Linked DNA regions of Mus musculus: region 2 is linked to region 1. The links are chromatin contacts, called in public promoter capture Hi-C maps. All regions are on one chromosome and are shown on one strand. Each heading gives the region's core, a stretch centred on a gene start, on an enhancer-like site or on the middle of the called end of the contact. The rest is flanking DNA. Distances are from core to core; before and after follow the strand shown. Region 1 has its middle 24 kb from the start of 4932416K20Rik. Region 2 holds the start of Ces2e (carboxylesterase 2E).

Region 1 (3,144 bases), core at 173-2,672:
CTGGAAATCAGTCTGGCGGTTCCTCAGAAAATTGGACATAGTACTACCGGAGGATCCAGCAATACCTCTCCTGGGCATATATCCAGAAGATGCCCCAACTGGTAAGAAGGACATATGCTCCACTATGTTCATAGCAACCTTATTTATAATAGCCAGAAGCTGGAAAGAACCCAGATGCCCCTCAACAGAGGAATGGATACAGAAAATGTGGTACATCTACACAATGGAGTACTACTCAGCTATTAAAAAGTATGAATTTATGAAATTCCTAGCCAAATGGATGGACCTGGAGGGCATCATCCTGAGTGAGGTAACCCAATCACAAAGGAACTCACACAATATGTACTCACTGATAAGTGGATATTAGCCCAAAACCTAGGATACTCAAGATATAAGGTACAATTTCCTAAACACATGAAACTCAAGAAAAATGAAGACTGAAGTGTGGACACTATGCCCCTCCTTAGAAGTGGGAACAAAACACCCATGGAAGGAGTTACAGAGACAAAGTTTGGAGCTGAGATGAAAGGATGGACCATGTAGAGACTGCCATATCCAGGGATCCACCCCATAATCAACATCCAAACGCTGACACCATTGCATACACTAGCAAGATTTTATCGAAAGGACCCAGATATAGCTGTCTCTTGTGAGACTATGCCGGGGCCTAGCAAACACAGAAGTGGATGCTCACAGTCAGCTAATGGATGGATCACAGGGCTCCCAATGGAGGAGCTAGAGAAAGTACCCAAGGAGCTAAAGGGATCTGCAACCCTATAGGTGGAACAACATTATGAACTAACCAGTACCCCGGAGCTCTTGACTCTAGCTGCATATGTATCAAAAGATGGCCTAGTCAGCCATCACTGGAAAGAGAGGCCCATTGGACTTGCAAACTGTATATGCCCCAGTACAGGGGAACGCCAGGGCCAAAAAGGGGGAGTGGGTGGGCAGGGGAGTGGGGGTGGGTGGGTATGGGGGACTTTTGGTATAGCATTGGAAATGTAAATGAGCTAAATACCTAATAAAAAAATGGAAAAAAAATAGTTTCTGTGTCATTAGTGGGAGCTGGAACCTCAAGGCAGTCCGATGTCCGTCATCTCTACCTGTTCCTCCTCCCTCCCTGGTTCCTTTCATTCCCACTCTCAGCCTCTGATTCTTCAGAACTGGGGCAGCTCTGACCCTGGTCCCCTGTGCTAATTTAGATAGTCTCATCATTCATATGCTGGAGGAGAAGCAGGAGCCCACAGGCGACAACACACAGCCAACCAAGAAGTCTAGCCAATGGCGTGGTTGAATCTCAGGCCTAAACCTGTGCTGCTGCACATGAGAGTCTCACAGCAGGAAACAGAACAGATCGGCCTGGCCCAAGCAAGAAGTTGTACCTTTGGTGGGGGGGTAGGTGTGGAAATTTGGTTGGATGGGGCAAAGTTCTTATTGCAGAAGAACTGATAAGGTAATAGCCACAGGAAGCCAACAGCCAGCAGTCAGGACAAAGCCACTTCTGCAGTTTCTGCTCCTTCCCTGGCCTCTTGGACAGGCACAACATCCCATCTGAAGTCCTTCTTCAATACCAGGATCCCTGTGCTCCAACCCAGATCCATTTCTTCCTCTCTTTCCCCCCAGAAAGGAGCTAGCCTCCCAGGGATATCTTCTGATCATGGCTTAACAAGTTACAATAAGATCAGGTACAAATCCTCAGTCCCAAGGCAACCCTGTAGGATGGAGAGGGTCTCAAGAGTAGGCAAGGGAATCAGAGGCATCCCACTCCCACTGTTAGGAGTCCCAGAAGACCACTAAGCTACCCAACCATAACATTACGCAGAGGACCTAGCACAGCCCTATGCAAGCTCCATGGTTGCTGGTGCTTCAGTCTCTGAACCAATATGAGCCCTACTTAGATGATTCTGTGGGCTGTGTTATGGTGTCCTTGACCTCTCCTACAATTCTGCCACTCCCCCTCTTCATGGAGTACCCAAGCTCCGCCTAATATTTGGCTATGAGTGTCTGGAACTGCTCCCACCAGAGGCTGACAGGTGCCTCTCTGATGATAACTGGATTAGGCATAGATCTGTGAGCATAGTAGAATGTCATTAGGAATCATTTCATTAAACTTTTTTTGGCAAGTTGTGTTTGGTTCTATCTTAGATCTTCAGGCTATCCAGCCTCTGGTTTCTGGCCGTCCAGGCAATGTAGAATGTGGGCTCCTTCTTATGACATGGGCCTCAAGTTGACCATTACCTCATTAGTTGACCATGACCTCATTAGTTGACCATTCCACGTGTTCTGCACCACCATTATCCCAGAATATGTTGCAGGCAGGAAAAACTGTAGGTCAATATGGCAGTTTCTCACAACATTTGGAATTGATTTACCTCAAAACCCAGCTATACAACTCCTGTGCATATACCTAAAGGATGTTCCATCATACCATAATGACACTTGTTCAACTATGTTCATAGCAGCTTTATTCATAATACCCAGAAATTGGAAACAAGCTAGATGCCCCTCAACTGTAGAATGGATAAAGAAAATTGGTACATTTACACAGTGGAGTACTACTTAGCTGTTAGAAGAAAAAAAAAAATGACACCATGAAATTTGCAGTCAAATGGATGGAACTAGAAAAAAAAATCGTCCTGAGTGAGGTAACGCAGATCCAGAGAGACAAACATGTACTCACTTATGAGTGGCTATTAGCTGTTAAGTAAAGAATAATCACACTACAATCCACAGACTCAGGGAAACTAAGTAACAAGGAGGTCTCAAGGGAAGACACATGGATCTCCCAGGGAAGGATAAATAAACAGATTTGATGGGAGTGTGGGGGAATGGAAACAAGAGGACTCAGGTTCGGGGGAAGGATGGAGTACTGGGAGAGATAACTGCAATTTGGGGGCATTTGGGAGGGTGATGTGGAAAGCTAGTGCAGTAGAAACTCCCTGGAATCCACTAGCGTAACCCTGGGGAAGACTCCTAGTAACAGAGGATGTGGAGCATGAAGTAGCCATGTTCTGTAACCAGGTAAGGCTTCCTGCTGTGGGACTAGGTAGGACAGAAACTTCTAATGACAAGGAGAAAATGCTTTAGGGGAACACAGAGGCATATTGAGCACAATTTGTCACCTTTATATGATGGCATAAA
Region 2 (3,144 bases), core at 163-2,662, 160 kb before region 1:
TTTCTTTGGACAATGGCACTTGGCTCCTTTGGTTGTATGAGGAACTGTAGAGGCTGGAGTTGTGAAAGGACACATCACTGCTGCCCTCCTGAGAGACTTATAGTACATTATACTTGACTCTGGGCTCTTGCTGGTTAAGGTGTTTATACTGACCTTTGTCCATAGACCTCATTTATGGTGGCAGAGATCACTTGGCATATTCTGAATCTAGGAACCATTCATATCTGTTTCTCACTGCAAAACTGAGAGATAACGTATAGGAACTGATCTTTGACCCAGGAGACTGGCAAAGTTTTTTCTATTAGAAGCCTTAGCTATGTATCTAAAAATGCACAACGCACTGCACATCATAGACAGAAAACTTCTATGGGGTTGAGAAGAAGGAAGCATTTCATTTGCTCCCAGAGCTTAAAGCATGCTTTTACCCCCGGCCTGCAATTGTCTAGGTCCAAAACTTACATGTTTGGATGTGAGGTCCCATCCCTCACCCCACTCCATGGCTCAGGGGCCTCAGGAGGTGCAAAGCGCAGTGGTCCTACAGGAGGCTTGGCAAAGGGGATTCCCAGGAAGGTATGAACAGCGATGTCAGTGTCCTTCACGTGGACAAGGCTGCCTCTCACCTGGCCTGTGTGTGTGTTCCTGATGGGGCTGGCTGAGTCCTGACCTGTGGGTGGAGATGCCAACATGGTTAGTTTTGCCCAGGCAGTTGCCACTACATGGTTTATTCCCACCTTATTTTCACTAAGTGCCCATGGGGAAGGGAATTTGGGGTGTGTAGGCTCAGGTGTGGGATGTGCGAGTAGGAGCTTCTACATAACCCCCAAGCCAGGAACATTACTTATACTCCTTTTGAATGGTAGCAGGGCATGTCTCTAAGGAGGAGACATGCTCAGAGCCACTTGACAGCATGGATGTATTCTTTTCATCATCACCGAAAGGTCTGTAGCAGCCACAGTCACACAGGGAGAGAGGAAATGATACCTTTGCTCTCTTTCCTCTAACCTTCAGGTGCAGCACTTCTTAGCCCTTCTTCCACTGGAATGATTGTTTTTGGAAAGGGGTGTTCATAGGTATTGCTGACCCTCTATGTGCAGCAGGGTTCACTCTGTGGGCTTTGGTGAAGGCATTGGGAGGCACACATTTTCCACCCTTTTTATCTGCCATCTTTACCAGCTTTTCCCTCCCTGGTGACTTCCCTCCCACAAACGAACCTGCTGACTCCGAGGAACTGAGCAGCTCTGACCTGTTCCTCATTGCTCACTGAATGACTCTCACCTTGCACATGCAGAACGAGAAGCAGGACCCCACAGGCCACAGCATTCAGCCATCCAAGAAGTTTGTATAGTGGCATAGTCAGCTCTTAGATCTGAGTCTGTGTTGCTCCAGGATATCTGTGTGCTATGGACAGGAAATAAAAGATGTGGGTCTTGCCTAGGCAGGAATTTGGACCTAAAATAAAGTAGGCAGGAAATTCACTAGGGCGGGGCAAAGTTCGTATTGCCAAAGAAGAGCAGGCCAGCAGGAAGCCAAAGCAATCTCTATTCCTGCTCTTTGGCCTCCTAGAAAGGTATATCATGCCATCTGAAGTCCTTCTGTAACACAGGGAGTCCTATATTCAAGCCTAAGTCAATTCAAACCATGATCACTGTCCTTGTACTCATTGGGCAGATGTTAGTGTTGTTCTGGAGTTCAGAGAACAGGAATCTGTAACAGAGACAGCCTGGGGGGCTTCTTCAAGTAGGTATGTATTCAAGATAAGAGAGGGGAGGGGGAGGGAGGGGGAGAAGAGAGGGAAGGAGGGAGAGAATGTGTTCAGAATATGTCCATTACAGTGATCTTAGGGTCTATATGGACCCCTCCACATGTGTCCTGGCTATTTCACTGAAACACCACAATGTGGCACTTCGCAAGTCTCATTCCTTATTCACACCACCTCTGTAATATATGTTTCCTCTTTTAGCCAGCTCCTGCTGAGATCAACTTTCATAGTTCTTTATCTACTTAAGGAGCACTTTCCATTTTTTTCTATTTCTTTCTTTCTTGTGCATGTGTTTATATGCATGTGTGAATGCCATGCCACACATGTGAAATGCCTCTTCCGTCAGTCAGATCATTCCACCATGTGGATATAGGGGACCCATTTTAGGTCTCTGGCCTTTTGAAAATTCCTTGGCACATTGTGCCATCTCCTGGTCTTCACTTAGCAAACATTTACTCAGGTCCTGCTAGTCTAACACTGAACTCTCAGTGTCTGAGCTCTCAGAGTCTATGATAAAGCCAAAGGTACAGGTCTACACTAGGTGTGTAATAATCACAAAGAACCCTGGCAGAACACACCAAAGAGTACAGGACTAGGAGCTCCCACAATGCCCAACGGATCTCCTAGAGGGCATGATACAGGGATCAAAGTAAGCCTGAAGTCTGAGAATTTGCCTTCACTCTGTATTTCCAGATCCTGATAATTTATGGGCCTAGCACTGCGGGCGGAGCTACATCCTTAAGGCTTCTCTGTCTCTGCAAGCATGATACAGCCAAGCCTTTCCCTACCAACACTGGCTATTGTTTCAATGTAGTGGCTGCAATGCACTCCTGACCAGTCTGCTGTCCCAGCCCTCACTGGCTGCTCCTCTCCCTCCTCTCAGTTCCTTGAGCAAAGAAACTGATGCGCTGTAGGGCTACGAGGTCGTCTTCAGTTCCTTCTTTCTCAGGGTCAAGGAATCAGCATCTTCAAGTTTTCAGGGCTTCCTGGTGCTTCCTCTTAATACAAGACTTTCTCAGCTCTACTGGTGTAGTGGTTTGAAAGAGAATAGCCTTTACAGACTCATATATTTGAATGTTTGCTTTCCAGTTGATGGACTGTTTTGGAGGAATTAGGAGGTGTGCTCTTGTTGAAGGAGGTTTGTCACTGGGGGTGGGATTTGAAGTTTCAAAAACCCATGCCAGGACAAGTCTCTGCTTTCTGCTTATGGATCAGAATGTAAACTCTCAGCTACTGCTCCAGCTCCGTTCCTGCCTGCCTGCTGCCATGCTGCCCACCAGGATGATGGTTCTGAACTCATCCTCTGAAATGTAAGGAAGCCCCCAATTAAATGCTTTCTTTCACAAGTACTCTTGGTCATGGAGTTATCTATAGAACAGTAACTG

Evidence for each region. Promoter capture Hi-C pulls out the DNA fragments that hold promoters and counts their contacts.
Region 2: a promoter capture Hi-C map of liver shows a contact between it and region 1, with 5 times the contacts expected there. The contact joins the promoter of Ces2e here to the enhancer-like site in region 1. A contact is called at or near these places in 5 of 39 promoter capture datasets (the HPC-7 cell line, cranial neural crest, embryonic stem cells and 2 more), 2 of 115 datasets of contacts at active chromatin or transcription factors (embryonic stem cells and intestinal crypt epithelium) and 3 of 9 other capture datasets (adipose tissue, embryonic stem cells and liver).

The regions. Positions count from the first base shown.
Region 1 is chr8:104,768,854-104,771,997 of GRCm38.p6, reverse strand. It overlaps the pseudogene Gm6831. Among named protein-coding and RNA genes, the nearest start is that of 4932416K20Rik, 24 kb to the left of the region's middle. Within about 2 kb of position 1,422, at least 2 of the 459 cell types and tissues checked have an H3K27ac peak or open chromatin away from gene starts, as enhancers often do. A contact at or near this core is called in liver, where this site is marked.
Region 2 is chr8:104,924,528-104,927,671 of GRCm38.p6, reverse strand. It overlaps Ces2e (carboxylesterase 2E), which reads right to left and starts at 1,412. Exons shown (of 12, transcript NM_172759.3): 1 at 1,276-1,412; 2 at 460-664. The coding sequence starts at 1,351.